Linked DNA regions of Arachis hypogaea: region 2 is linked to region 1. Evidence: chromatin contacts called from public Hi-C data. All regions are on one chromosome and are shown on one strand. The core of a region is the stretch at or near the end of the contact, and the rest is flanking DNA. Distances in the headings are between cores, read along the strand shown. Region 1 holds the start of LOC112757358. Region 2 holds the start of LOC112754654 (protein sym-1).

Region 1 (6,412 bases), core at 3,901-6,400:
AGAAAGTCTAAACCTTGTCCGTGGTATTCCGAGTAGGATTCAATGAATGAATGACTGTGACGAGCTCCAAACTCGCGATTGCAGGGCGTTAGTGACAGACGCAAAAGGATAGTAAATCCTATTCCAGCATGATCGAGAACCGACAGATGAATAGCCGTGCCGTGACAGGGTGCGTTGACCATTTTCACTGAGAGGATAAGATGAAGCCATTGACAAGGGTGATGCCTCCAGACGATTAGCCGTGCCGTGACAAGGCATTGGATCATTTTCCCGAGAGATGACCGAAAGTAGCCATTGACAGTGGTGATGTATCACATAAAGCCAGCCATGGAAAGGAGTAAGACTGATTGGATGAAGATAGCAGGAAAGCAGAGGTTCAGAGGAACGAAAGTATCTCCATTCGCTTATCTAAAATTCTCACCAATTAATTACATAAGTATTTCTATCCCTATTCTATTAATTATTATTCGAAAACACCATTATCAATTTATATCTGCCTAACTGAGATTTGCAAGGTGACCATAGCTTGCTTCATACCAACAATCTCCGTGGGATTCGACCCTTACTCACGTAAGGTATTACTTGGACGACCCAGTGCACTTGCTGGTCAGTTACACGGAGTTGTGAACCATGGTCTTGGCATCATGTTTTTGGCGCCATTTCCAGGGAAAGAAAGAGCAATGAATTTTACATAATTAAAGTGTAATCACGATTCCGCGTACCAGTATCACTGCGTCGACCCCGTATGTTAGGCGAAAGGGGGTTTCGACCGTGGCGCTTTGCTCGGTTGTTCGGTAGGACCATAGGACAGAAGCGAGCTCGTCGTCCCATGCTCCTTTCTTGTTGTCTAGGCGCTTCTTTAGGCCAAGTAGGATGACTTTGTTTGCGGCTTCTACTTGCCCATTCGTCTGGGGATGCTCTACCGAGGAGAACCTCTGTTTTATCCCCAGGCCAGCGAGGAATTCCGTGAACTTCTTGTCCGTGAACTGTGTCCCATTATCCGAGATGACGACCTCTGGGATACCGAAACGGGTTATCACCTGCCTCCACATGAACTTTCGGCAGTTGGAGGACGATATTGTGGCCAGTGGTTCAGCCTCTACCCATTTGGTGTAGTAATCAATGGCGACAATGAGGTATTTAACTTGTCCTGGGCCGACTGGGAAAGGTCCCAGGAGGTCAACTCCCCATTGACTGAAAGGTCGAGTGGTCGTCAGTGAACTCAGCTCGGAGGCCGGCGCCTTGTGGAAGTTAGCGTTTTGTTGACACTTTATGCACCTTTTGACAAATTCCTTTGAGTCTTTCATCATTGTCGGCCAATAGTACCCGGCTCGGATGAGCTTCCTCGCTAGGGCTTTGCCCCCGATGTGGTGCCCGCAACACCCCTCGTGGACTTCTCTAAGTACATAGTCCGTCTGGTCGGGGTGTAAACATTTCAATAGGGGTTGGCTGAGTCCCTTTTTGAACAGTTGTCCTTGTATGATCGCATATCTGGCCGCCTCTCTTCTCAAAGTTTTGGCTGCTTTCTCATCGTCAGGTAACTTGCCGAGTTCCAGGAAGTTTATGATGGGGTCCAACCATGAGGGGCTTGACTCCGTCAGATGGAGAGCGACCGTTGGATCCTTCACCATGCCCTGGATGATAGGCCGGTTACCCGCTCTCAGTTTCGTGCTCGCTAGTTTGGACAAGAGGTCCGCCCGTGTGTTCCTTTCTCTTGGGACGTGTTGGATCGTGACCTCTTGGAACTGACTTGTCATTTCTTTGACCTTTTCCAGGTATTTTTGCAGGAGGGGGTCCCGGGCTTGGTAGCTTCCGTTTACTTGGGAGGTGACGACATGTGAGTCGCTGCATACTTCGACCTTCGTTGCCCCGACTTCACGGGCTAGTATTAGTCCGCTTAAGAGAGCTTCATATTCCACTTGATTGTTTGACACAGGGAACTCGAACTTGGTCGATTGCTCGTAGATGACTCCTGCCGGGCTTTCTAAGATGACCCCTGCTCCCCCGGACGTTTGGTTGGAGGCCCCGTCCACGTGGAGCCTCCACCGTGTGCCCTTTTCCTCGGAGGGATCACCCGTTACCTCAACCAAGAAGTCAGCCATTGCCTGGGCTTTGATTGCGTGCCGGGGCTCATACTGCAAGTCGTATTGGGAGAGTTCGATGGCCCAAGTCATCATCCTACCAGCCAAATCGGGTTTTTGTAGTACTTGGCGAATTGCCTGGTCCGTTCTCACGACTATACGGTGACCCTGGAAGTATTGCCTTAACCTTCGGGAGGAAGTTAGGAGTGTCAAAGCCAGCTTTTCTAGTTTGCTGTACCTCAGCTCGGCTCCTTGTAGAGCCCTACTCACGAAGTAGACTGGCTGCTGAGCTTTCCCTTCTTCTCTTACGAGCACCGCTGCAAGCACTTCCTCTGTTACTGCCAGGTAGAGGTAGAGTGATTCTCTGGCCTTGGGCTTCCCGAGCACCGGGGGCGCTGCTAAAATCTCCTTGAAGTGGTTGAATGCCTCCTCGCACGCCGGGGTCCATTCGAATGCTATTCCCTTTTTCATCAGATTGAAGAAGGGCAGGGCTTTTGCTGCCGATGCACCGAGGAAACGGGATAATGCCGTCAGTCTCCCCGCCAATCGTTGGACATCTTTGATACAACCCGGGCTCTTCATCTGGAGAATCGCTTGGCATTTCTCGGGGTTGGCTTCCACTCCTCTTTGGGTGATCATGAATCCCAGGAACTTTCCTGCTTCCATGGCAAAGACACATTTGAGCGGGTTAAGCCTCATGCCGTGTTTCCGGAGGGACGCAAATACGCCTCCCAGGTCACTCAGGAGATCGTCTGGCCATGTGGTTTTTGCGAGGATGTCGTCCATGTAGACTTCCACTGTCTTGCCTATAAGCTCACTGAATATTTTGTTCATCAGTCTCTGGTATGTGGCGCCAGCATTTTTCAGACCAAATGGCATTACTTTGTAGCAATAGGTCCCTCCTGGCGTTATGAACGCCATTTTTTCCTCGTCGGGTCGGTGTATCGGTATCTGGTTATACCCAGAATAGGCGTCCATGAAGCTCAGACATCGGTATCCCGCCGCCGCGTCGACGAGCGCGTCAATGTTGGGCAGGGGGTAGCAGTCCTTAGGACATGCCTTATTGAGGTCAGAGTAGTCTACACACATTCTCCACCTCCCATTGTGTTTCGTCACCAAAACTACGTTCGACAGCCAGGTCGAGTAGTCCAGTTCCCGGATGAACCCCGTTTCAAGGAGGCTGGCCGCCTGCCTGGCCACCTCCTCTGCCCGTTCCTGTGACATCTTTCTCTTCCTCTGGGCCACTGGCTTAGCTTCCGGTTTGACGGCCAGATGGTGTGACATGAGCTGGGGATCTATCCCTGGCATGTCGACTAGCGTCCAAGCGAAGAGGTCGGCATTGGCTCTGATCATCTCTATCAGAGGCTCCTTTAATTCATGGGGAAGGTTTCTGTTTATGAACGTGAATTTCTCGTCCCCATCACCAACCCTAAATTTTTCCAAATCCCCTTCTGGCTCAGGTCTGTGCTTATCTTCTATCCTGGCGTCCAGGTCGGCGAGGAAAACTCCTTAAGCTTCTTTGGACTTTTTCCTGAGGGAGAGGCTGGCGTGGTCGCAGGCAACCGCCGTTTCCAAGTCTCCTCTGATAGATCCTACGGATCCGTCATCAGCAACAAACTTCATCACGAGCAGCTTCGTACTAATGGCAGCCCCCAGGTCGTTGATGGTTTTCCTCCCCAAGATAACGTTATAAGCTGTGAAATCCCGTAAGATTACAAAATCTGCCATGACTGTTCTTCGTCTCTGCCCCTGACCCACGGAGGTCGGGAGCGAGATGATTCCATCCGGCTTGATGAAGTGGTCTCCCAGTCCTACCACACCGTGCTGGTGGGTCGCCAGGTCGGCGTCTCTCAATCCCAGGGCATCGAAAACGTTTCTAAACATGATGTTTGAGTCTGCCCCTGTATCTACCAGGATTCGTTTGACGAGGCCTGTTCGGATCCTGGCCATAATGACTATGGGTGGGCTTTCCGGCACCTCGTCGAACCATTGGTCTTCTGGGCCGAAGGAGATGGATGGGAGACTCCGGGAACTTCTAGCAGACGAGGAGGAGACCGTTAGGACCTTGGCGTCCTTTTTCTGTGCCGATTTTGACCTTGGGGCGGTATTCCTGGCCATTACTACGTTTACCACCGTGAGGCCGTGGTCGTCGCCCTCTGGTTCTTGGCGTCGCCTTGTTGACCGGGACCTGTCCTCGCCATCGTGGTCCCGATTACGTCTCCTCGGCTCCCTTATAAGGTGTGAGAAGTCAGCTAGTTTTCCATCCCTGATTGCTTGTTCCAGGGCGTCCTTTAGGTCGAAGCAGTCTTAGGTCTTGTGCCCGTAACCCTTGTGATAGTCGTAGTAGAGGTTCTTGTTTCCCCCCGTCCTGTCTTTCAGAGGTCGGGGCCTCGACAGTATCCCCTTCTCTGCAATCTGTTGGTAAACTTCGGTGATCGTCGCCGTGAGGGGGGTATAGTTAGTGAACTTCCCGACTCTAGGAACAGGTTTGGGTGCTTTGCCTAGACCGCCGTCCCTGGCGTGTTCCTTTGGCCTCTCTCTGCTTTCGTAGTGCCGGGTTTGGTTGTACGCGGGTTGCCGTTTATTAGCAGCCACGACCCGGCTAACTTCCTCATCGTTGATGTACTCTTTGGCCACGCACTGGATCTCTTGCATTGTCCAGACGGGCTTTGTGGTAAGATGTTTCCTAAAGTCCTCATTCGAGAGGCCATTCGTCAGACACAAACTTGCCACCGAGTCCGTCAAGCCGTCAATCTCGAGGCACTCATCGTTGAAGCGATCCAAGTATTTCCTGGTCGGCTCCCCGGCTCTCTGAGTCACCCCCAGCAAATTGATCGGGTGCTTAGCTTTGACGATCCTGGTCGTGAACTGAGCTAGGAAAGCATGGCTGATGTCGGATAATTGGGTCACCGAGCCCTGTGGGAGGTTATTGAACCACCGTATTGCTGGGCCAGCCAAGATGACCGGGAAGGCGCGACATCTTACCTCGTCACCTACTCCTTCCAAGTTCATCCTGGCCTCAAAGGCCGTTAAGTGTTCCAGGGGATCTTGTGTTCCATCATACTTCATGTCCGTTGGCTTGTCAAAGTGTTTTGGCAGCCGGACCTCGAGTACGGAACGGTGGAAAGGGGTCGCTCCTATTATCACGGGTCCCTAGGTAATTCTTCTCAGCTCGACGTTCTCCCGACGCGCGTCCTCGTCGCCCCTGTTCGATGCGTGTCGCCTCTCGCGTCTGGCGTAGATGATGGGGTCTCGACTTCTTCTTCTGGCGCGTCCCCGTCCCCCTGTGCTTTCTGACTCATACTGGGGGCTGGGTGTGCGCCTTGAGCGGCTCCTCGAGCGGGAACTGGTGGGGCTTTGCTCCAGAGTGCGTTGGTCGTGTTCCCTGTCTGCTAGCCTGCGTTCTAAGTCTTGCATCCTGTGGCGTAGCTCTTGCATTATCCTGGCGTGGTTGTCGCCAGTCCCTCCGAAGGGGCGTCTTTCGTGAGTTTGCGTCGTGTCCCTTGGAGGCGACCTCTGTTGTTGTCGAGTTTCCGTCGCAACGGCGCCCCCCAGGCACGGGGGGCGCGGCCTCGCAGCCTGTCCCAGTTTGGACTAGCACGAAGTCCATGGACGATCCCCACAGACGGCGCCAATGTTCGGTATCTCGGTTACCAGACGGTTCGGGTCAAGATTCTGGGTGATAGGAGGGGCTCGTCAGGTCACGGTTCTTCGGTCAGATGGATGCGAGGTCCCGAGTACTTCGTGTGGAGAGGGGGGTGCCACCTGCAAAGACACTCCGACGCTCTTGTCAGACAATGTGCAGGCGAAAAAAGGGGTGATGTAGAAAATGTGACGTACCTCGGGGGAAGATCCAGTCTTCCCCTTATATACATGTCAGTGGTGGGCTCCCCATGGGGACAGGCCCATATTCTAAAGGATGCTGTCCCCTAGCTGTGTGCGAGCTGTACAGAACGCGTCTCCGGGTCAGTTACAGGATGCGTGGCCGGACCGGGTGGAGCTCGGGTCGGGTCGACCCGCGGAATCTTGGGCCAGGCCGTAACAGTTTGGTTTAAAGTAAATTGGTGTCAACTGTTAACATCATCATTTGTATTTGAAAACGTTACCAAAGGTAATTACTACAAGGGGGAATATTGTTCCGGTGGTGGTGATAAAAATTATTTTTGACTGTATTATTTTAATATTATTTTTTTATTTTATATACTTAGATGCATGAATCATATAATATTATTTAAGTATGAATGTTTATTATTTACTTGGCACTTGCCAACAAAGAGAAAATGTATGTGTCAACTTTTACAACAGATTTTTCTTTTTTCTTTTTTTTTTTA
Region 2 (6,854 bases), core at 1,027-3,526, 500 kb before region 1:
AACCTTAACTTTTTATATTCTCTTATACTTTGTTTTTATGTAGGTTACACTATTACTTTCAATGTTAATGTTAATTCTTTTTAATAGATATAAATTTGATTAAAATCTAATTTTTTCTCTTCTCCTTTCATACTCATATCTCATTCTTATATTTACTATATAAATCAATATTCACTTCACACATTTTCTTTATCTCTTCTCACATAATCTCATATCTCTTTCTCTTTTTCTTTCTCTCTACTCTTCATTCTTATTAATTTTTTTGCACAGCTAGAATTTAGTTAATAACCATAGTTTTAATTATTGGAATTTGTGTTTAATGGCCATAATTTTATTTTTATTTTTTAATTTACTAAACGTATATATTAGGTCATTGTGTGATTGTATTCATTAATTTTATGAGTTATATGTTGTCTTTATCATCTATATATCACTTTTTTTTAACTTAAATTCTTTTAATATCATTTACTTGTAATAATATCTTTAAAAATATATATTGTAATGATTCATAAAAATAAAATTAAAAAATTAAATATTATTTTTAATTATTAAAATATTAATAATATTCATATTTGTATTTTATCTAATAGTTTTATTATTGTACTATAGTATTTAAATATAACTTTAAAAAGATAAAAAAATAAATAAAACTAATTATTTAAAAAATAAAAATAAAAAAAATTATATAAAATCAGGTGAATAAACTTTTATTGCATTTTTTATTACTTATTATAATATATTAAAAGAGAGCTCGAGATAGTTTTATAATCATTTTTAAACATTTGATTTTATTCTATGTTGTCACATAAGAATTTTTTCTTTATGTGGCATAATTTTCTATCTTTACATTATGCCATAAAATTCTCATTGTATTTTTATTTTCTCGCAATAACCTATCTTTCTATAATATTATAGGATTCTTTTTAAACCTTAACTTTTTATATTCTTTTACTCTTTATTTTTATGTAGGTTACATTATTGCTTTGTTAATTTTTTTTAATAGGTATAAATTTAATTAAAATCTAATTCTTTCTCTACTTCTTTCATACTCATCATTCATTCTTATATTTACTATATAAATCAACATTCACTTCACATATTTTTTTTATCTCCTCTCATATAATTTCATACTTCTTTCTTTTTCTTCCTTTCTATTCTTCCTAATTTTTTACACAACTAGAATTTAGTTGATAGCAAAATTTTTTTTAATTTGCTAAACATATATATTAGGTGATTGTGTGATTGTATTCATTAATTTTTTTATTTTTTTGTGTAATTTATACTCATAAGTTATATAATGTCTTTGTCGCCTATATATATATATCACTTTTTTTCTTTTAATAATTTATATTTTTTTAATATTATTTAATTGTAGCAATATTGTTAAAAATACATGTTCTCATGATTCATGAAAAATAAAATTAAAAAATTGAATGTCATTTTTAATTATTAAAATATTAATAATATTCATATTTATATTTTATCTAATAATTTTATTACTGTACCATAGTATTTAAATATAATCTAAAAAAATAAAAAATAAACAAAAGTAACTAGTTAAAAAATAAAAATAAAAATAAAAAATAATAATATAAAATCAGAAGCGTAAGAAAGAAGAAAATAACCCTTGGCTTAATGTCCGGGAAAAAGCTAGCATGATTGTAGCAATCCCCGAAGCAAGGAAATCCGTCTTAGTGCCTTCCTTCTTTAAACCAAAAGGCATCACTGTGTAATAGATGTTACCTTTCGGAGTCTCGTCGTTAAGGTGAAATTTCATGTTCTCCTAATAATAATAAGATTACTCAAAAATAAAACAATTTCTTTTTTATATTCAAAATTGGAATAAATACTAAAGAAATGTTTCAATTGAATATTTTTATTACTTATAGTCTAATTTATGTATAATTTTATTTTTTATAATTATTAAATTTTAAATTAATTTTTTTATTTTAAATTGTCATTTATTATCAACAGTTATAAAATTTAAATTAATTTTGATATGTTATTAGACAAAATTTTAAATTTTTAATCAATTAAATTTAATTTATATTATTATTTAATTAAATTATAAAATAATGATTAAACATAATTATTATCTAGATTAAAACGATATATTTTTTATATCTTTTTTATTGAATAATAATATTATTAGATCATATATAAATGGTCAAATTAAATAAATATATTATACAATATTTTTTGTAATAAATTTTAAATTTAATATTAATTTATATATTATCTAATATATATTCCTAAGCAATATTTATAGCATTTTAAATTTATTCTATATAATATAATTAATTTAACTTGTATAAAAGAGTTTTGGAACCCGCAGCGGCAAGCCGCCAAGTGGGCACTGGATAGTGCCATCGCTGGCGGCAAAAACGGAAGTGGTGGAGTCGACTGTAAGTGTAACTCTGTAAGCACTCAGCATTCAGCAAAGACCTCTAAAACCCTTTCTTCTGCGAAACAATGGCGTCAGTGACTCACCACTCCCTACTCTTCACTAACCTTTCTTCTCAACCACTCATTTCCTGTGTTCCTTCTTCTCCAATATTCCGTCTTCCTTCTACCCAATCCTGCGCTCACCCTTCTCTCACCTCCACCTGCTCTCTCCCTTCCTTCGTCACCAATCTCCGCTTCCGCAATTCCCGCCTCTCTGCCCTACCCGACGACGCTTCTGTCGGATCTCGTGGCCCTGGAGGCTCCGATTCCGGCGGAGGTAGTGGCGGCGGCGACGGCAGCCACGCTGGTGGAGGAGATAATTCGTCATTCTTGTCATGGTAATAATCAATTAATCATACTTAGGGATTAAGGGATTAGTGTTATTCTTGTTAGTGAGAAATGTTTCTTTTTTATATTAATCATTATTTTTTTTTTACCTCTTGCAACAATGTTTTGTTTGGACGCAAAACAAGTTAACTGAATGAACTCTAGTACAGAAAATTGAAGTCACTATGTTATCATCGGTCGGTAGTGGGTTTTATGTATAGATATTCGTGATTAGTGACTGCAGCTTTTTTTTTTGTCAAAGATTATATATAGAGGCTACTACATTTTCTATTATTTCATCATTTTGGATGGTTAGAGTGTATATAGAAATTAAATGGATGTTTCATGTGCACTGGGAGATCTAGAAAACAGAACCCTGGGGTGACTCTATGAAAGAAACAATGGTTGAAATTTTTTCAAAAAAAAAAAAAAAGGATAATGACTGAGCATTAGAGAATACAGATCACTGAAGCAAAATGATTAAAGATTCAAGGGGTTCTTCTTTCAGTCAATTCAGGGGGATTTTTTTTTTCATTTTTTTGGAAATCTAACATAACTTCACCTGTTCACCACAGGTATTTGGCTGTTCTTGGAAAAAACCCTGTTGCAGTAAAAGCTATAACATCTGCAATTTTGACACTAATTGGAGATTTGATATGCCAGGTATGCTGTCCCTGTTTCTATTCTTTGTTGAAGCATATGCATTTCCAGATCTTTATGACATGAAATGCATGAGATACATACAGGTAAATTCCTATAGAAACTTTATTCTATGCCATGGAGGCATGATTCAAGTGCATTGCTACCTTATGGTATGTGGACAAAGGACTGAATAATGTAAGGTTTCTAGGAATTCAAAGCTTATTTATTCTGAATAGATGATGGCTAACAACTTTATTATTAAAAAAAAAGAAAAAGAAAGAAGGTGAAGAAATCTGTACTTTTCTTTTGTGCATGGTTTATATCAACTTATGGTGTTGCCAATATTTTTTACTGCTCTGCACGGGGATCAGATGTTATCATGGAGGAATCTGAAGTTTAATTAGTGGAATGCTGCGGACTACCTAATTAATATCTATGTCTTATGTGTTGTGATATCTTCTTTTATTCTGTCATTCATATTGTTGCTTTCTGAATTTTATTTATTTTATCAATTTAAGCAAATCCTCATTATCAAGGTCAACATGGCATCCATCTGAATTTGATTTTTTTATGTGTATCTTCTAAAACTCAATGCTTAATTTTCTATTTGAAAAATTGTGATTGTATGCACTCTCTAAGTATATTCAATTTATTTTCGTAGCTTGTAATAGACCAAGTGCGGTATTTGGACTTGAAGAGGACGTTTATTTTCACTCTGCTTGGTTTTGTCTTAGTAGGTCCAACATTGCATTTCTGGTAGTGCTCTTGAACCCATTTTATAGTCATGCCTAAAATTCAACTAATTCGTTATGTTCTTTCGAATTTGATCAATTTTTAACTAATGTTCAGAAATATCAATGCAACTATCATGCTTTCAGAAATACTAATGCAATTATCGTGCTTTAAGTTATGGTTCTGTTCTGAAATGCAGTGCTTTTGTGTTGATAAATTTTCAAATTTTTAATTTCCCCAATTAATTTTTTTTACTAGGATAATTTCCTGATTCTTGCTTTGAATCTTCAGGTACTTGTATCTAAGTAAATTGGTTACACTACCTGGAGCATTGGGTGCACTTTTGCGTCTTGTAATTGATCAGGTAGGAAAATTCCATCGGCCCCAACCCTACAGTGTACTGTTACTAATCAATCATTAACTGTGTGCTGAGTTTGGTATTTTAATTCTGAGCATGGTGAAATATGATTGCAGTTCTTATTTTCCCCCATATTCATTGCGGTTTTCTTAGCTACATTGGTCACACTTGAGGGAGGGCCATCACAAGCTATCCCCAAACTTAAACAGGTGTGGTTAATGGTTTTAGGCTTTTAGCTTGTACATTCATGTAAAATGTGTATACAAAGAGGGATATTTCCATTGTAGCATTGGAAAGTGCGTATTCATCCTCAAATTTCATTTTGCAGGAGTGGTTTTCTTCTGTTGTGGCAAACTGGCAATTATGGATACCTTTTCAATTTCTCAACTTCAGATTTGTTCCGCAGCAATTCCAGGTTAGGCTGACTAACCAAACCATATATATATATATCACTTTGAAACTTGCTCGAGTTAAAATTGTTGCTTACAAATGCTAGTTTTATACTGTTCTTTATTCAAATTCATTTGAGTGCGCCACCTTTCTGTATTTAGTCAATTGCATCTAATGAGATTTCAAAATGCATCAACTTTCTAGTTTTGGTGAATTGCATCACATAACCGCACAGATCACATTTTTCACCAGTCTATTAGTTGAACAATAAAGAACATCATACACGAGGACGACATTTTTGTTTTAACATTTCTATTTTTCATCTTGCAATTTGTTTGGATGGCTGGTGCCTGGTAGGAGTTTGAGAGTCCTATATCAGTTCTCTTCACATAATGCATTCGCACCATGCTAACTGAATTTCTATCCTCAACCGCCCACTTTTATTCCGACTCTTTTTATCATTTCACTATGAACGACAATGGTTATGAATGAAAGCAGGGATGTTATATGTGGGGGCTTAGAAGATCTTCAAGCCGCGGGAACATAATCATATTTTGCCGTACATCCATGGGGACTGAAACCATTCCTGAATTTGTTCTTATTGCGAGTAATCCCTGTCCATACACGTCTATATGAGCTTTGTGCTATCCCATCGCACTCCATTAACAAAATAACTAACCATCACTCCCCTACTAATTTAAACTTTAAACCCTAAATTCACCTACTGACATACGCTTGTTTCAACTTGGGGCTTAAGCTGCCTCAGTACCCCTGGCATAACGAACAGTCGAACACAAATCAGCATGATATCACTATGCCATTATTCTTGAATTAGTTTCATTGAGGAGTTATCATGCGTCTGAAATTGGAGTTATCAAATTTTTGACACTTACGTAGTGATATTTTTCCCAAACAGTTTTCATTGGCTGTAGCACATAAAGTTTTCTTCAATTTTCTTAGATCTACTACCTTTTCTACTGCTGAGATTAAAAAAAGCATGTGGAAATGATTTCAGGTCCTTGCTGCTAATGTTATTGCTTTGGTATGGAATGTTATTCTCTCATTTAAGGCGCACAAAGTTGTTCAAAAATAGGTAAGCTTCATGTTCAGTGAATGCAGAGGACCTAAATTTAACTAGCCTCATTATTTAAGGAATTCTAATGTATATGAGATGAAGCACCAAGCAAAAGATTTTGACCTGCAGTTCCAATTTGTATCTGGGCTTTTTTTTGGATGCAGATTGTGGTAATATAATTTTTTTTTGTCATAAATTACACACACACGCAAACATTACACGAGAAAAATAAAGGCAAACAGGAACCAAGGGACAATTGAACAAGTCTACATATGAAAACTTGGTTGAAGTAGAATGTCAGAAAGCACAAGAAGCAAAGCAGGGTTGGGCTCTCATGTTTATTTCATATGTACAATTGTTGAATAAAACAATCAGACCAAAAAAAACTCAAGACTTTTTGTTTATTTATTATATTAAGAGTATTGAGATTCTTTTTTAAGGGTAACTGTTGATATTTTAGTTATAGTCATCACCTTTTTAAGTTTAAAAATAGGCGAAATCGAAGTATTCTCAATGATGCACTTTTATCAATTAAGTATTTAAGAACAAAAAGAAAAAAGGAAATAATAGTGCACCTTTATTGCGGTTTTTACAATTTAATTTTAACATGTCAAATATGAGTTAATACAATTTGGTCCCTGAAATTTGAAGTCGGAATCAAATGGATCTCTAGAATTCCAGTTAACCCAAATTGGACGCAAAATTTACAATCAAAACTCGCGTTAATCCTTGGGTTGAATTTTGTTAATAACATGTTGATTTAGTATGTTAACTTGTTGCAATTTGAATTTCTCACCTAAGTTCTATGTGATCAAGACTTATTAGAGATTTTAAAAATTTGACTGCAGCCTTGAGAGTTTTAAAATTTTCAAATTGAACTTATTG

The links. A called contact is a pair of places that touch in the nucleus more often than the background predicts.
Region 2: a Hi-C map of leaf shows a contact between it and region 1, with 4 times the contacts expected there. The contact joins the promoter of LOC112754654 here to the promoter of LOC112757358 in region 1. A contact is called at or near these places in 2 of 8 Hi-C or Micro-C datasets (both in leaf).

The regions. Positions count from the first base shown.
Region 1 is chr16:111,789,371-111,795,782 of arahy.Tifrunner.gnm2.J5K5, reverse strand. It overlaps LOC112757358, which reads right to left and starts at 5,150. Exons shown (of 1, transcript XM_025805945.1): 1 at 4,389-5,150. The coding sequence starts at 5,150. The coding sequence ends at 4,389.
Region 2 is chr16:112,288,360-112,295,213 of arahy.Tifrunner.gnm2.J5K5, reverse strand. It overlaps LOC112754654 (protein sym-1), which reads left to right and starts at 2,276. Exons shown (of 8, transcript XM_025802354.2): 1 at 2,276-2,783; 2 at 3,348-3,435; 3 at 4,076-4,170; 4 at 4,438-4,510; 5 at 4,621-4,713; 6 at 4,833-4,919; 7 at 5,910-5,987; 8 at 6,134-6,408. The coding sequence starts at 2,473. The coding sequence ends at 5,987.